Linked DNA regions of Sus scrofa: region 2 is linked to region 1. The links are chromatin contacts, called in public Hi-C maps. All regions are on one chromosome and are shown on one strand. The core of a region is the stretch at or near the end of the contact, and the rest is flanking DNA. Distances in the headings are between cores, read along the strand shown.

Region 1 (4,120 bases), core at 472-2,971:
TTTATCTTCATATCGTTTTATAGAACTCACATATCTGTATTTTTCTTGATTTGTGTTATTAGAGCTATAAGAGGCTTACTTTTTTTTTTAACTTTTAAAAAATACTCAATTTTGGAAAGTCTCCTCTACCTCATTTCAAACAATCTGGGAGCAAGATCTTGTTTGACTTTATCTTTGTACGTTTTTCAGTAACAAGTTCAGTATCTTGCTCATAAATATTGCTTAAATAAAGGAGAGAATGCAAACTCTTCTTTTTTGGCAGTTTTTTTATACTTGATTTAAAATGACTTCTTAAAGGTTTAAAAATAGATGTAGTGGAGTTCCTGTTGTGGCAATGAATCCAACTAATATCCATGAGGACGCAGTTCGATCCCTGGCCTCACTCAGTGGGTTAAGGATCTGGTGTTGCTGTGAGCTGTAGTGCAGGTTGCAGACTCAGCTTGGATCTGGTGTTGCTGTGGCTGTGGTATAGGCTGGCAGCTATAACTCCAATTTGACCCCTAGCCTGAGAACTTCCATATGCCATAGATGCGGCCTTAAAAAAAAAAAAGGAAGTAGCTGTGCTCCACAAAGTTATTTCTTACTTACACTAACAGGAACAGCAGGAACAACACCCCAGACAGTGAAACAAAAAAAAAAAAAAAAAAAAAAAAAAAAATTAGAAGAAAAAGAAAGAAGCATGGTCTATATTACACTCACTTAAGACAAAAATAGGGAAGCTCATATTTTATTCAGTGAAAATGTTACGTATTTTGTGCTGCAGATATTCAGCTTCATGTTATAAAAAAATATTACTTATGTAATAGGAGCCAAAGTACAAATCTTGTCTCTGCGGCTTGCTGAGATCTTAGTCCAACTACCAACCCTGCCAAGTCTGTCAAAGGTGATAAAACATCTACCCCACGAGGAGTTGTTTAGTTGAACAAAATGAGGCTGAATCAGCACGTGACTGACATACCAAGCACTCAGCCTGGCTCCTTCATTATTAACAGCTTTTGAGTTAGTATCTCAGTGACTCAGTCAAAGCATAACAGAGGCACTCAGACTGGATGCAGGGTTTTGAGTCTTTTTCACAGTTGCTACTAGCCAGCCATTGCAATACCTAGACCTCAGGTATTCTTATCTCACTGGTGCCAACTAAAAATTGGCACTAGCCATCTGTCTCTCCTAGGATTGTTAGTAGCCACTGCAGCTGCTGAGCTTCAACACATACTGAAAGCATGGAGATCAGAAATGTGCTCTGGGAAAAACTGGCAGAACAACTTTCACATAGATATTTTCGGGGGATTTTATGAACCCAAATTTTTACATCTCCTGTCTAGAAAAGCCGTAAAGTCATTAACCATGGTATTTGTTCCTGATGACTAGCAGGAAACGTCTGCCAAAACGTGTGCTTGATTGCACGTACCCCCTTCACTAAAATCGTATACACTGACCTTCCCCCTACCTCTTCAAAGCAGTTCCTCAGAGGTCCCTGAAACGCTGTTTCCCAGACTTTATAGTCATTTTGCCCCAAATAAAACTTAACTTCCAACCTTTACATTGCACAACTTTTTTTCAGGCCATAGTGTATACAACTGGCCCAGCGCAAGCTAGTGCTTCAGCGTCCAGGTGATCTTATTCTGCACTCCACCTGGAGCTCAGAGACAGCCCTGCTTCTAAGGACCAGACGTTGTGACAGCACAGGCCAGGGACTCCTACACACAGCGTTTTCAGTGCCTGCCTGGTGCAGCGCAAGAGAACGCTGCACATTCAGAGCCGGGGTCGGGGCACGACCTCTCGAAATAGCCCAGCCCCAACCAACTGAAAACAAAGCCGGATCACGCCGCTACGAGGTAGACATGGGGAGACACGTGCTGCCTCCAACGCGGAGCCGGCTCCCGGTGTGCCCCGCGGCAAGCGGCGCAGCGGACTGACAGCACGACAGGGGCGGTGCCGCGGCCGTAAAGCAGCGTCCCAGATCACGTGGATCGGCGCCCTTGCGGCTTTTGCGGCACGGGTTATGGGCGGCCCCGTGCAGGGCGGTGGGCCCCGGGCCCTGGACCTGCTGCGAGCCCTTCCCCGTGTGAGTCTGGCCAACCTGAAGCCGAACCCGGGCTCCAGGAAACCGGTAAGGCTGCGGATGTCGGCGCGGTGGCGGGGTCCTGAGGGTTGTGAGTCCATAGGCTCTGGGAGGAGGGAGGGGCTGCCGGGCCCCAGGTCTCCTTGAGTGACGTGGGAAAACCTGACCACGTGGTTTCAGTTCTCTGCAAGGTTCGGGTTTAAGAGCATAATTATTTTACTATCGAGGAGCGAAATCGCAGGAGTTAAAAACGACTGTCTCGTTAAGACGGGTTTTAATGAAGTTTTTTCCATTGTGTCTTTATCTTTATAGGAAAGATACTATGTTCGATGTTTCTTCTGTAAATCTCTGAGCTGTTAGTGGACGTACTGTCACTTTAAGAACTCCTTGATTTCGTGAAGTGACAGGAAATTAAGTTAAATAAAATACTATATATGGGCAACAGTGGCATATTTACAATTAATTTCAAAATAAATGCACTTGAATATTACATAAATTTTGCTAGTCGTGGATGTTTAATTCTAGAATTTTCTTCAATTCCCGCCTGTCATAGAATCCTTTTTCTCATCTCATTCTTGGAACTTTGCCTTTGAAACACAACTTGGTTGCAAGAATCAGCTACGTCTTCAGAGGCAAAGCTGTTAGTGTTGAGTATTTGGATTTCAGGGCAGCCAGGATGGTGTCTGGAACCTTGTAAATTTGGCTATTGCTAGCTGGTTGGATGAATGAAGGGCATAACCAAAAGATACAGCACAAAGGTGAAATATGATTTAAACAGATGCGTGTGTGGATCATAAAACATTCCTCTTTCCTTGTAGGAAAGACGACCAAGAGGTCGGAGAAGAGGCAGAAAATGTGGCAGAGGCCACAAGGGAGAACGGCAGAGAGGAACCCGGCCCCGATTGGGCTTTGAGGGAGGCCAGACTCCATTCTACCTTCGAATCCCAAAATATGGCTTTAATGAAGGACATAGGTAACTTTGCTTTGCTTCTCAACCTGAAAATCTCTAATTCTTACTGAGAATCACCTAAAAATAGCTTGGTAGAAATTTAAATCCACTTGAAGCAAACTTGCTCCTGTTGCTGTGACCCACTTTTGGTAATGAAACTTAGCCTGATTTAGTAGGGAAAAAAAAGCCAGACTTTGCACTCAGACCTGCCAAATGGAGATACTTACAGAGCCTGCTCTTGAGGTTGTTTAGCACAACAATATATATAAAAATCTGGTCCTCTATCATCACCCAATACATGATAACTACCATTACTTTGAGTTCTTTTTTTTTTTTTTTGTCCTTTCTAGGGCCGCTCCCACAGCATGTGGATGTTCCCAGGCTAGGGGTCAAATCGGAGCCGTAGCTGCCAGCCAGAGCCACAGCAACTCGGGATCCGAGCCGCATCTGTGACCTACACCACAGCTCATGGCAATGCCGGATCCTCAACCCACTTGAGCAAGGACAGGGATCGAACCCGAAACCCCATGGTTCCTAGTCGGATTCGTCAACCACTGAGCCACGACGGGAACTCCCCTAGCCTTGTCTTTGACCTACACCACAGCTTATGGCAATGCTGGATCCTTGACACACCGATCAAGGCCAGGGATCAAATCTGTGTCCTCATGGATACTAGTTAGGTTTATTACCCTTGAGCTGACGGGAACTCCCTGAATTCCTTTAGTGAATAATTCAGATAGTGTGTTAAATTTTTCAGTATTTGTTTATATGTGTGAGTGAAGTAAATGCTTAGGCCAGTAATTTTTAAGGAAACAAAGTAAGTACTTAATGGTTTTGTTTTGTTGCCAAAATTCAAGGAGTATTACATGTTTATAGTATACTCAGGAGTTTCATTAAACCATCTAAATTGAGGGAGGAAAACATAGGACAAAGCCTTGGATCTCACAGGAAGATAAGTCTGACTGCGTTTTCAACTTTCTTGTTCTGCAGCTTCCGACACCAGTATCAGCCTTTGAGTCTCAATAGACTGCAGTATCTTATTGACTTGGGTCGAGTTGATCCTACACAACCTATTGACTTAACCCAGCTTGTCAATGGCAGGGGTGTGA
Region 2 (4,120 bases), core at 620-3,119, 50 kb before region 1:
AAAAAAAAAAACCCACTAAAATCCAAAGATTTTAACAAGTAAAGTCAATGCAAGCTGTTCTATCAGCAGATACACATGGGTGTTTTTCATAATGTACATCCCCAAAAAAACCCTCTCATCTGGTGGGGAGCACAACTTTAGATTCCAGTGGCAGCACAAAAGGGGGGCAAGCTTGCAGAACAAGGGAAGGAAAAAGTATGGAAAAACCACTAGCACTGCACTTAAAAAGTGAAAGTGCAAAGCAAATATAGCAATACTGCTTTGGTAACTTTTCGCAAAGTCAAGAAATTTGAGGTAGGGAATTCCACTATAGCGCAGCAGATTAAGGATCCAGCATTGTCACTGTAGTGACTCTGGCTGCTGCTGTGGCGCAGCTTCTTCAATCCTTGGCCTGGGAACTTCTACATGCTGTGGGCTCAGGGGAAAAAAAAAATTGAGGTGATAATCAAAATATAAATATTTCAGGGACAGTACACAAAGAACATTTTCATAGAACGTACTTTAAGATTATCAGTTAGGCCTACACAGTACCTCCTCTATTTTAAATAATCTGTAAACTAACACAGATTATTACTACTAATAAAGCACAAGTTTTAAGACTTAAGGAGGTGAGCAATGAGACATGGGGAAATAAAGTACATAAGAGGACTAATTACTCTAGAATGTGGAATTAGACTTAAAATTTAAGGTGAGGAGTTCCCGTTGTGGTGCAGAGGAAACGAATCTGACTAGGAACCATAAGGTTGCAGGTTTGACCTGTGACCTCACTCATTGGGTTAAAGATCCGTCGTTGCCGTGAGCTGAGGTGTAGGTCACAGACGACGCTCAGATCCTGCCTTGCTGTGGCTGTGGTATAGGTCGGCAGCTGTAGCTCTGATTCGACCCCTAGCCTGGGAACCTCCATGTGCTGCGGGTGCAGCCCTAAAAAGAAAAAAATAAAATAAAATTTAAGTGAACTGTAAACATAGAGCTTATCTTTAAAGATTAGCCTTGTAAAAAAGGTTTTTATTTTGAAATAATTTGAAACTTGCACAAATGTTGTAAGAATGGTACAAAGAACTTCACCCAGACCCCCCCACTGTTAACATTCTGGCACACAGCCTTCTCATTCTCCACTTCACATATGGATATGTGTGTATGGACACACACACACAAACACTGTGTGCACACCTCCTTCTCATTCATTCTCCACTCCACGTACAGATACGTGTGTGTGGACACATACACAGTGGGCACACCGGCATTTTTTTTTTTTTTTTTGGCTGCACCCACAGTATGTTTCTGGCCAGGGATTGAACCCGCACCACAGCAGAGACCTGAGCTGCTGCAGTGACAATGCCGGATTCCTAACCTGTTGTGCCACAAGGGAACTCAGACATACTTCTTTTAAACCATTTGGAAATAAGCAGCATATATCATGTCCCTTGATCCCTAAATACTTCACTAGGTATTTCCTAAGAATAAGGAAGTTCATGTATATAACCACAGCAGTGGATTTAAACAGTAACTGTTTAGTTACCCACAGAACTTATAAAATTCTGCCAATTATCCTAATAATCATCTTTACAGCAATGTTTCTTTCTTGTTCAGAATCCTAATATAAGATCATACACTGCACATCGGTTTTCTTAAGACTAGACTTCTGTAATTTTATAGACTTCACAATTTTTGATTCTTGGTTTCAAAGCTCTTGTAAGTAATAGGTCTTTTCCTATTGCTATCTAAGAAATTTAAAAAGCTTCACCTTTTCTATTTTCTCTTCCATGTAAGGCCAATAGCTGCTAGGGAAATAGCTAATTCTAGGGCTGGGGCAGGGAAGATAGATAAACCCAACACACTTTGCAGCGTCAGAATGTAAGAAAGAGATAAAAAGGCGGAGGAGGCTTGTCACAGGGACACAGGAGCCAGTTTGAAGGGTACCCAGTGGTCAGAGCTGGAACAGTGGAAATATCAAAATCAACAGGAACAGTAGTGGGTTATAATCGATTGCATAGGGATCCACACGTGCACACTAACAGGAGATAGTAAATGGGAGGTAAAAGGAGGGTTCTTTCTTACCGAACAATGATGTATAAATACTAAAGAAGTGCAAGAAGTGGAAAAACACAATTTTACAATCGTCACCGTGCAGGGTGCTTTGGGAAAGACTCAGTGGACACTAAAGGGGATGGGGGAAGGTCAGAGGTGGAACCAGACAGTTTCAGGGTCTCAGCATCTCCTACTAGGCACGAGAAGAAAAATTATAAACAATGCAGAGTGCACCCCACCTGGGTCTCGACACCAACACCCTCCTGCCCCTTTCTTGGACGCAGCACTTGAGGAAGGACACAGCACACGTGCGCGATGTCCCAACCGTGCAGGCTCAACCAGATCTCTTCACAAGAGGATGCCAGATAAACCCAAATAAGGAACATGTTATTAAAAACTAAGGGGAAAGGGGTGCGTGTATTCTTCAAAAGTCAAATGTCCTAGAAATTCCTTCACGGCACAGTGGATTAAAGACCCAGCGTTGCTGTAGCTGTGGCACAGGTCGCAACTGCAGTACAGGTTTGATCCCTAACCTGGGAATTTCCACATGCTGTGGATGCGGCCAAAAAAAAAGGTCAACGTCCTAAAAGACATAAGAAGGCTTGAAAACTACGCCACATTAGCAGACTAGATACTTGATCCTAGAATGGACATCTTCTGGAGGAGAAAAAAAGCTGTAAAGGACGCTATTAAGACAACTGACAAAACTGCAATATGCACTACAGATTAAAGTATTGCACCAATGCATTTCCTGTAAGTACATAAAAAAATGAACTTGTTCCAAGACAACACACACTTAAGTATTAAAGAGTAAATAATGCATTGTAGATGCAATCTACTCTCAAATGGTTCAGGAAAAATAGTATGTATTTGAGTTATACATAAAGAGAAAAAGGGGGAGAATGTGACAAACATGCAAATATTAAAAATTAATGATCTAGAAAGAAGACGTGTGAGTTATTTTTATTATTCTTACAAACTTTATGTAAGTTAGAAACCTATTTCAAAAACCTTTTCAAAAGTGTGAAACCTTCTCCTTGAAGGATTATTTTCTTCTTAAAGAGGCAATCCCAGTTATAAATTACATGACTAGCTTAAAAAGCAGAACCCTCAAGGAGGTCAGACTTAAGTCCCCGTCTCATATCATAAGACACTGATTTCAAAACATCTATATTCATTAAGACAAAAAATTGCAACGGCCCTGTCTGAATAAACCAGGACATATGTAAGGTAAGATGGACTATACCTAATAACTTTTTCCAGGATTTGATGAGGGACTTTGCTAAAGATGTAACTTCTTCATCTGTGCTCTGTTTGCGAATAGCATTTACTGACATTCCAATTCTTGTGGACTGCAAGACAAAGACAAAAAAATGTGTTCAAGCAATTTTATTTTGGGCAATTCAGTGTTTCATTTTCTTTCTTTCCCAGATGCCTATTTCCACTTTAGAACAGAAAAAAAGCTTCAATTATATGAATTATTTTAATAGCAGACGACAGACTTAAGACACATACCTCTTCAGCTCAAACATTAGACACATCAAGGTTGCTATCACCGAGATCTGCAAGCACGAAACCTGCTCCTGGACTAGGGCTGCGGAACTAGTACAATGAAACCAGTCTTCCCCACCAGAGGAGAATAAACACAAAGTGTCTGCGTTTGTACCTGAGGCAGGCTGACAACGCACACTGTGCTTCTCCACCTCCCTCTAACAACAGTCTGCTGACACCTGCTGCAACCTGGAGGGAGGACACCCAGACAAACACCACCAGCCATGATCACAGACACTAAAAATGGACCTCACAGAGCTCGTAACCTGTGGTGTCCTAGGTGCCCTGGGTTATGCTGTGAGCATCCGTGCTTGTTAACCTTCCTTTATTTTATTTTATTTTATTTTATTTTATTTTATTTTATTTTTTGTCTTTTTGCCTTTTCTAGGGCTGCACCCTCAGCATATGGAGGATCCCAGGCTAGGGGTCGAATCGGAGCGGTAGCCACTGGCCTACACCACAGTCAGAGCAATGCGGGATCCAAGCCACGTCTTCGACAAACCACAACTCACGGCAACGCCGGATCCTTAACCCACTGAGC

The links. A called contact is a pair of places that touch in the nucleus more often than the background predicts.
Region 2: a contact with region 1 is called in a Hi-C map of fetal liver, with 1.6 times the contacts expected there. The contact joins the enhancer-like site here to the promoter of MRPL15 in region 1. A contact is called at or near these places in 12 of 47 Hi-C or Micro-C datasets (adipocytes, blood, brain and 6 more) and 2 of 2 datasets of contacts at active chromatin or transcription factors (alveolar macrophages and skeletal muscle).

Annotation. Positions count from the first base shown.
Region 1 is chr4:77,073,423-77,077,542 of Sscrofa11.1, reverse strand. MRPL15 (mitochondrial ribosomal protein L15) reads left to right here and starts at 1,721. Exons shown (of 5, transcript NM_001243528.1): 1 at 1,721-2,110; 2 at 2,881-3,035; 3 at 4,002-4,120. The coding sequence starts at 2,003.
Region 2 is chr4:77,123,735-77,127,854 of Sscrofa11.1, reverse strand. TCEA1 (transcription elongation factor A1) reads right to left here. Exons shown (of 10, transcript NM_001243680.1): 3 at 3,275-3,380. Among named protein-coding and RNA genes, the nearest start is that of TCEA1, 16 kb to the right of the region's middle. Within about 2 kb of position 1,869, at least 2 of the 83 cell types and tissues checked have an H3K27ac peak or open chromatin away from gene starts, as enhancers often do. A contact at or near this core is called in fetal liver, where this site is marked.